Regions from separate parts of the Sus scrofa genome. Here region 2 is linked to region 1. Evidence: chromatin contacts called from public promoter capture Hi-C data. All regions are on one chromosome and are shown on one strand. Each heading gives the region's core, a stretch centred on a gene start, on an enhancer-like site or on the middle of the called end of the contact. The rest is flanking DNA. Distances are from core to core; before and after follow the strand shown.

Region 1 (3,880 bases), core at 871-3,370:
TTCCCATTGGTGTGTGGACCTTAGATGTCACCTCTAGTTGAGAGGAAAGCCCGGAGCTTTCCTGCTGCTGCCTGTTCAAAGGTAATGTTTCTGAAGGCAGCAAGTGGCCTCCTGCACTGGGCAGGGGATGTGTGTGGAAAGCAATTTTTCCACATGTGCATTATGAGGATTTTTTTCAGGATTATGAGATAATCATTTTCGGTTTAGTTTTCAGTTCGTGTCCAGCCTGGCTTAACTTCCCTATGTTGAGAATAGTCTGATGGTAGTCAATTTTCCCACCTGCTTGGCACAGCAAAGGGGCAGGCCTAATTTGGGCTACTGCCCCCTTTAGCAGGGAACAGCTACATGAAAATTAATAAGTAGATTGCCACGTCTTTGGGGACTGCCATTCTATGAGAAAGTGGCTAATGGGGAGTCTTTCCTTTTTTAAAAAAAACTATGCTGTGTCTTTCACACATACTCAGGAAACTGAAGCTAAGCTTCCCTCAGATGTTTTATGATAAAAAGAGGAGCCTCTGTTCAAACAAATAAATCATCAGAGGGAACAGTAGAAAGATAAACATGAATTTGCTCATAAATATTTCACATTTGTTGACCTTCCCAAATGTGGCTTTTCCTTAGGTTTTTAATTCTAGTACAGAGAGTGCCAGGCACATAGGAAGGAGACACAAAACTACTGAAGTGGATGACTTCATCTGTGTTGAACCAAGCATATTATTATGTATATAATTAATGATAACATGAGTTGAACTAATAAGATAAACAGAGAAATAGCCAAAAATTACTAGCACCATAAGCATAGCTCATTCCTGAAGGGAAAGATCACCGCTAATTGAAAGAGGTCTCCCGGCTCTCTAGCTCATCACACGTATGCAATGTTTGACCGCCCTGTACGTTCATCAGCCCTTACGACACCCCTATGACATAAGTCAATGAGGGATATCATTAGCTCTGTAAGAGGATGGAGCAGACCAAACATGTGGAAATTAAATGACTCTCCTAAAGTCGCTCAGAAGGCAGGGAGGAACTGAGATTAGAACCCACAAGCTTCTGCTTTTTTGTACAGCCAATCTACAGCCACCATGCTGCAAAGCCGAGCGCCACCCCCCCATCACTCTGATAGTCACTGAAGACAGCACCCTTGCTCTGGGTGCCAGAGAGTGAAGGGACAAGGCCAAGGTGCCCAATCCCTCAAAAAGAAAGAGATGCCTATACCTCTTTAAGCTTCAGAGTTGATTTTTGACGTGGCCTTCTCTGTAGACAGAGAAACGTTAAACAATTTGAGAAGCAACTTTATCTTAAAGAAAAATAAGGGATTAAAAGGGCAATTGCGATGGGCTTTTTCCAGATTAAAAGGATCTGAAACATTTCTGTTCATTGAGCTTGGAACGAAGTTCACATTCAGTTCATCAGCTTATCTCCCAATTTCATTTTTTAAAGTACCTCAAACCTCAACTCCCACTCAACTTGATCAAAAGCCTCTTCTGCTTCAAGAGACAGAGCAACAATCAGCCCTCTTGTTCGTTGAGCCAAGTCGGTGTTCTTAATCAGCATAAAAAACAGCAGGAGCCAAAGGGTGGTTTTTTAATAAAAAGTGGTTTGATGTGGCTCCAGGCTGGTGGCAGCCTTCTCAGCCCAGAAAAATATGAGTCCGCTCCTCAAAATAGACAAAGAGGCCCAAGAACTGGGACCCATCCCAGCGGCCAGTATTTCTCCAGCCTCGAGTCCCCCCCAACCCCACCCCCACCCCCAACCCATTGTGCCCTTCCACCTTGTTCCCAGTCCCCCCCACCCACTCCCGAGCATTCCACATCTCCCAACTTTGTTTGGATCAGAGTTTCAGTGACCTTGCTCCTTCCTAAAAATATGCCATTTGGACTTTTCTTCCTCCCCCTAGCAACGATTGGCTCCTCAACCAGTTCGGGGAGGGGTGGAGAGAAGAGCACGGCACTTTAGAGGGGCTCGGAGGTGACTGTGGGAGCCCCAGTAGGGTGAGAAAGGTGTCCACATGGGAGCAGCCGGGGGTTTTTCTGCAAGGGCGATGGCTGGTTTGGGCTGGAGTGAGGAGGGCGTCCCGAGAAAGGGCAGCCGAGTGTAACATTTCTGAGTCCAAGCAGAGCGGGAGGACATTCCTCCGTGGGTATGAGGACGGAAATGGGATAAGAGGCTGGTGGTTACATAGAGGCGATAAATCAAATGAGTAACTTATTAAGGACAAGGGAAGGCAGGTTTCTCACTGTTGGTGGAGAGAGGTGCAAATATTGAAACAGAGAAAGCTGGAATGAATCCTGCGGCTGTTAAATCAGAATGGGAGGTATCCAAATGAACTCGTGATTTCCAATCTATTTCTAAAAATAGAGAAATAAGTGTGTAAATACCCACATCCTGTACATGGATGGGAGAATAACGGTCTTCATCTTAATGCCCCGAACTGTGGATGTATTCCCTTATAGGGCAAAAGGGACTTTGCAGATATGATTAAGTATCCTGAGATAGGAAGATTATTCTGGATTATCTGGGTAGGTCCACCGTAGTCACAGTGGTCCTTGTGATTATACTGGGAGGAAGGTGGGTCAGAGAAGTACTGACAGAAGCAGAGGTCAGAGAGAAGGAGACCTGAAGATGCTGGGCTGCTGGCCACTTGACATTGGTAAAGAAGAGGACGAAAGCTAAGGTATGCAGGCAGCTTCTAGAAAATGGAAATGCACAAAAAAAAAAAAAAAAAAATACTTTGGAGTTCCCGTCATGGCGCAGTGGTTAACGAATCCGACTAGGAACTATGAGGTTGCAGGTTCGGTCCCTGCCCTTGCTCAGTGGGTTAACGATCCGGTGTTGCCGTGAGCTGTGGTGTAGGTTGTAGACGCGGCTCGGATCCCGCGTTGCTGTGGCTCTGGCATAGGCCAGTGGCTACAGCTCCGATTCAACCCCTAGCCTGGAAACCTCCATATGAGAGCGGCCCAAAGAAATAGCAAAAAGACAAAAAAAAAAAAAAAAAAAAGAAAGAAAAGAAAATGGAAATGCAAGGAAATGAATACTCTCCTAGGGACTCCAGAAGGAATATAGCCCTGCTGACACCTTGATTTTAGGACTGCTGCCCTCCAGCACTATAAGATAATACATTTGTGTTATGCTAAGCAAGCCACTGTGTGTGTGGTAGTTTGTTACAGCAGCAATAGGAAAGTAGTACACATGTATATTGAATAGTTCTGTCCAGTGAGAGCCTGGGAACAGATCCCCAATAATAAGGAACACCCTAGCTTATAAATACCATTCTCCACTAAAAGGAACCGAGGCTCCTTGGAGAAATGGCTGGCTGATTCAGGACTGTAGCATGCAAAGTACAGGTCAATTTGGAATATATCTTGTATCAGAAAGAAGGAAGTGCTCAAAAAATGGTGGGGCTTTGTCAAAAGGACACAGGAGTCAGCGTGAAGGGGCTGCCATTGGACAAATCTGGGACAATCCGAGTATCAAAATAAATAATGATGGTAACAGATTATCAACCACTGACTAAAATGGAAACACTAAAATGGAAAGACTTAAGGATTGTAAATTAATACACGATGAGTTTACGGTTTGATTAAGGAGTTCCCTGGTGGCTTCGTGGGTTAAGGACCTGGCATTGTCACTGATGTGGCTTGGGTCACTGCCATGGTGTAGGTTTGATCCCTGGCCCAGGAACTTCTGCATGCCATGGGCACAGCCAAAAAAAAGTAATAAAGTTTGATTAGGATTGGGACAGTTACATCATTACAAAATACCTGCTCACAAAATACTAAGTAATTACAAAAGGGTAAAGGGTAGCTTTATATAAAAGTAGCTTGACAGGGGAATCTAGGATTAATAGATGTGAACTATTGTTTGGAATAGATAGGCAATG
Region 2 (4,118 bases), core at 6-2,505, 73 kb before region 1:
ATTGAGGCACAGAGAAGCTGAATAAACTACTCGAGGTCACACAGACATTCCATAAGGGCAGTCTGGCTCCAGGGTCAGTGTTCCCAGCCACTACATCGCAGTGGCTCAGGGGCTTGGGAGGGTGCCTCCACACTGTGCCAAGTTTCGTGTGGTTCTAGAAGGACCACTGCCACCTGGGGATACTAACAATTTTGGCTGCAGCTTTCTGACAGAAATTGTAAGAACAAGCTTAAGCATTCTTCAAGTCCCAGTTAAATCATCACCTCTCCCAGGTAAGCATCAGCTCCCAAACAGGAGTGTCCCTTCCTCCGTGAAGACTCCAGGAATCCCCCAGTCAGGACCGAATCTCAGCCCCCTTTCCTGGTCCCACAGCTGTTCAACTCTAGAGAACATAGCACGGCCTCATCCTCCTTAGAGTGAGCAATCCTGTCCACTCCTCACACTAGGATGCAAGCGCTGCAAAGGCAGGACTGGTCTGCTGGTCCTTAATGTCTGAGAGCACTCACCACAGTGCCCTGAAGGGAAGTGGTCCCTGCTCCTGCTCCTGTTCCCAGAGCTGCGCGGGGACAGCACTGAGAGCGTGGTAGGTGTGTAACGATGGCTGATGGAAACCTGAGCTGGGGATGGAGGTCTCTCCACAGAAGACCCTGTAGTATCATGTGTTAGGCCAAAGCCTGCAAAATTGCCATTTTATAGGCCAAATTGTTCAAATATTGACACTTCCACTTGAGTCAATTCGACAGAAAATATACATTGCCTAAGAGGAATAGCCTATAAACCCCCGAAAGTGTTTCCTTGGAAGGTTTTGAAATCTCCCTTCTTCGATAGCTGGTATAATCTAACTATCGTTATTTTGTAAAAATACCCCAAAAGTCCAAATTCTAGGTGGTAAATCCTCAAATATCCCAAAGCCCAGATGAGAATGATGAAATTTGATTCCAATGACTATTCAGCGGTGAGTTCCTAGGGTCCTGTTAACAGAACACAGAAGAGAAAGCAGCTTTACTCACTTTTTCTGTCAATCTTGGTCAAAACGCTGCCTGGGAAATAACTTCTGGGGCCTGGTAAGTTGGGGGAGAGTCCCCAGTGTTCCTACGTTCCCTCATCTGTTCTCTGGCACCCTTTAGCAGATTGATCTGCCTGTGTATTGATCTTTGGGGCTCATACTGACCTTTGGAAGGAATGTCAATAGTGGGAGTTTGTGCAAAGATGAGAAAGTTCCTCCACTGGCAGCTTTCTTTGCCTGACTCAGGCCTCTGGAGTGAAAGGCTGTAATGTAACTGACAATGTAATTTATCCACATTTCTACTTGGAAACAGTATCATTTCTTTGAGCTCCAGTATCATTTCTATTACCCTCGCCTGGAATAAAAGACCCAGGATGCCTGTCAGACCAAACAATGCCTATCGTATTTTATTACAGGGGATGAAACCTAAGACTTTAAGCTCCATTAGCAGAAGGGTTCATTTTCACTCCAGGAAGGTAGTTCAACATTACAACATCTTATCTTGTTCTTTCTTATGTTTTTAATATAAAGGCCTTAAAATTCCCCACTTCCATCCCCCACGCCCACTGCCCCAGGCATTCGGAAGCTATATTATCAGATTTTACAGTCTGAGATAATAGGCTATTCTAAGAGTGCCGGTATATACACGTGGTATGTATTTTTTTTTTTTAATAATACTGCAGACTGATAAAAAGAAGAAGTTTGCTCTCTAGTGGCTGACTTATAAAAGGCTCTGAAAACCACACAATAAGATAGCTTAGAAAAAGAAGAAATTTAACAGCGATATTTGTGTAATAAGGTCTGGATACTTATTTTGCTTTTATTGATATTTTTAATATTCTTTACAGTGAAAAACTATATCAGAGCAAATGTTCTGCGGATATTTTTTCCTATTAAAATTTTTCCTATCATTAAGCTAATTTTAATTCTAAATTCTTAGAGTAGCAATTAGGTTTCTGGTGTTTTATTAGCCTATTATACCTTTAGAAAGCTCTGTGGATTGGTTTAATACCATATAATTAATGTCTATTATAGACACATTGCCCAATAATATAATATTATTAGCGCTTTTGAAACCATTTTTAGCTTTTTGCAGAAAGATTATATAAATTCAGGGACAAATAGTATAATTACTAGTATGATACTAATTAATATCATTTTATTACTCCTTTTTCTGCAGCAACTCAATTTATAAAATTCTACTACAATACGAATTATAAAAGAAAGAATTTATTCATTGTGCCCATTTTTAACCCCTGTGCCATGTTTTACTTTCTCATTATATTCTTCATCTCCATCTCTCCAAATTCCCACTATTTTTCTCAACTCTCTCCAGTATCCTTGATCAGATAATAGGAGCAAACAACACCACTGGTCCCTGAAGTTCCCACCCTCCATGCTTCCAAAAAGAGGGAGTTACTTAGGAAGTTTTCTACCTGCACAGAAATAAATACTTTAAAGGATTTTCAGATCTATAAATATTCTTGTTCATGTTGTTTATGAGAAAGGAACAAGACAGCAGCGAGGCTGAACCTTTTCTACAGGTCTGGGCTACGGTGGAAATAAAAGTACTAGACAATGCAAAGAAGAAAAGTATTTTCTGGGTAGAATAGGCATAGGGGACCTCCAGGGGGGTGGTTAAGAAGGGATATGATGCAATTCGACTTACAGTTTTGAAAATTATTCTGGCTGCTATGTGAACAAAGTCCCACAATAAGGACAGGAGCAGAAACAGGGAAACCTCTTTGGAAATGACGGAGTCATGCATCCAATAAAACAGAGTAGCGTGGACAAGGGTAGCAGCAGTGAAGGTGTGAAAAGTGAATGGATTCCCCATGTACTCTGAAGGTAGAGCTAAATGGTGGTGGGTGAGAGGTGGGGTTGGGGTATGACTTCAGACTGAGCAACTGGTGGAGGGAGATGCCACTTGCCGGAATTGGAAAGGATGAGAGAAAAGCATGTTAGGGAGGTGAGGGACAGTGGGAGTAAAGAATGCTGTTTGGGTTGGTCATGGTTCAAGGTGAGATGCCTCTTCAAGAGGAGATATCCGATAACCTCTTGGAGATATCAAGAGGAAAGCTTCAGCGATGTCGGCACAACCAGATCTCTTCAAGTCTGGAGTTTGGGAGAGAGATTGGGACTGGTGATTTACACTTAGAAGTCTTCAGGATACAAATGATATTTAAAAATGAGATTCCCAGGAGTTCCCATCTTGGCTTAGTGGAAACAAATCTGACTAGTAACATGAGGTTGCAGATTTGACCCCTGGCCTCAATCAGTGAGTTAAGAATCTGGCGTTGCCCTGAGCTGTGGTGTATGTAGGTGGCAGACACAGCTCGATCTGATGTTGCTGTGGCTGTGGTGTAGGATGGCAGTTATAGCTCCAGTTCACCCCCTAGCATTGGAACCTCCACATGCTGTGGGTGCAGTCCTAAAAAGCAAAAAAAAAAAAAAAGAGAGAGAGAGAGGAGAGAGAGATTCCCAAGGAAAGAGGTTGAATGAAGAGAGAAGAACTGGGCCAGACTCTGAGGCATGGACATTTGAAGTAGAGAAGGGTCAGCCAGGAAGATTGCACAGAAGTGGCCAGCATGGGGAAGGACAGCAGGAGAAGATGAGTGAGGCTGTGCCGGGGAGAGGTAAGGACACAGAAGTGACCACTGAATTTGGCAGTATGGAGGTCACAGGCAACCCGACCAGAGCCCTTTCAGTGGGGTGATGGGGACAGAAGCCCTTCTTGTTCTTTTGCCCGCCAAATACAGACCTAAACGCTTCCTTCCCAGTGCAAATATGCAAGACAGAAAGGAACTAGCAGTTGGTGCAGATTTGGGGGAAATTTTCTCCTGTTGCTTTTGAGAGATAGTTAGTTTATACTCAATCTTTGATCTGGACTCATTTTCTTTGAATCCTTTTAGAGTGAAAATGGGTAGGGAAAGGGATTCTTGGTGTCAGAAATTGAGCTATCTACCACTTCACAGCATAACTCATCTTTCCCACCAACTAGACAGTGAAGTAGAGGGAAGCTGGGATAAAGAAGAAAATAACTAGGGAAGAGTACATCTGACCTAGAAACTGTAAGGAGATGCAAGAAAGAGGGAAGATGAACTATAGGAAA

Evidence for each region. Promoter capture Hi-C pulls out the DNA fragments that hold promoters and counts their contacts.
Region 2: a promoter capture Hi-C map of liver shows a contact between it and region 1, with 6 times the contacts expected there. The contact joins two enhancer-like sites. A contact is called at or near these places in 2 of 5 promoter capture datasets (fetal liver and liver), 3 of 47 Hi-C or Micro-C datasets (all in liver) and 1 of 2 datasets of contacts at active chromatin or transcription factors (alveolar macrophages).

The regions. Positions count from the first base shown.
Region 1 is chr1:56,109,906-56,113,785 of Sscrofa11.1, reverse strand. No RefSeq gene overlaps it. Among named protein-coding and RNA genes, the nearest start is that of AKIRIN2, 42 kb to the right of the region's middle. Within about 2 kb of position 2,120, at least 26 of the 83 cell types and tissues checked have an H3K27ac peak or open chromatin away from gene starts, as enhancers often do. A contact at or near this core is called in fetal liver and liver, where this site is marked.
Region 2 is chr1:56,181,743-56,185,860 of Sscrofa11.1, reverse strand. No RefSeq gene overlaps it. Among named protein-coding and RNA genes, the nearest start is that of AKIRIN2, 110 kb to the right of the region's middle. Within about 2 kb of position 1,255, at least 5 of the 83 cell types and tissues checked have an H3K27ac peak or open chromatin away from gene starts, as enhancers often do. A contact at or near this core is called in fetal liver and liver, where this site is marked.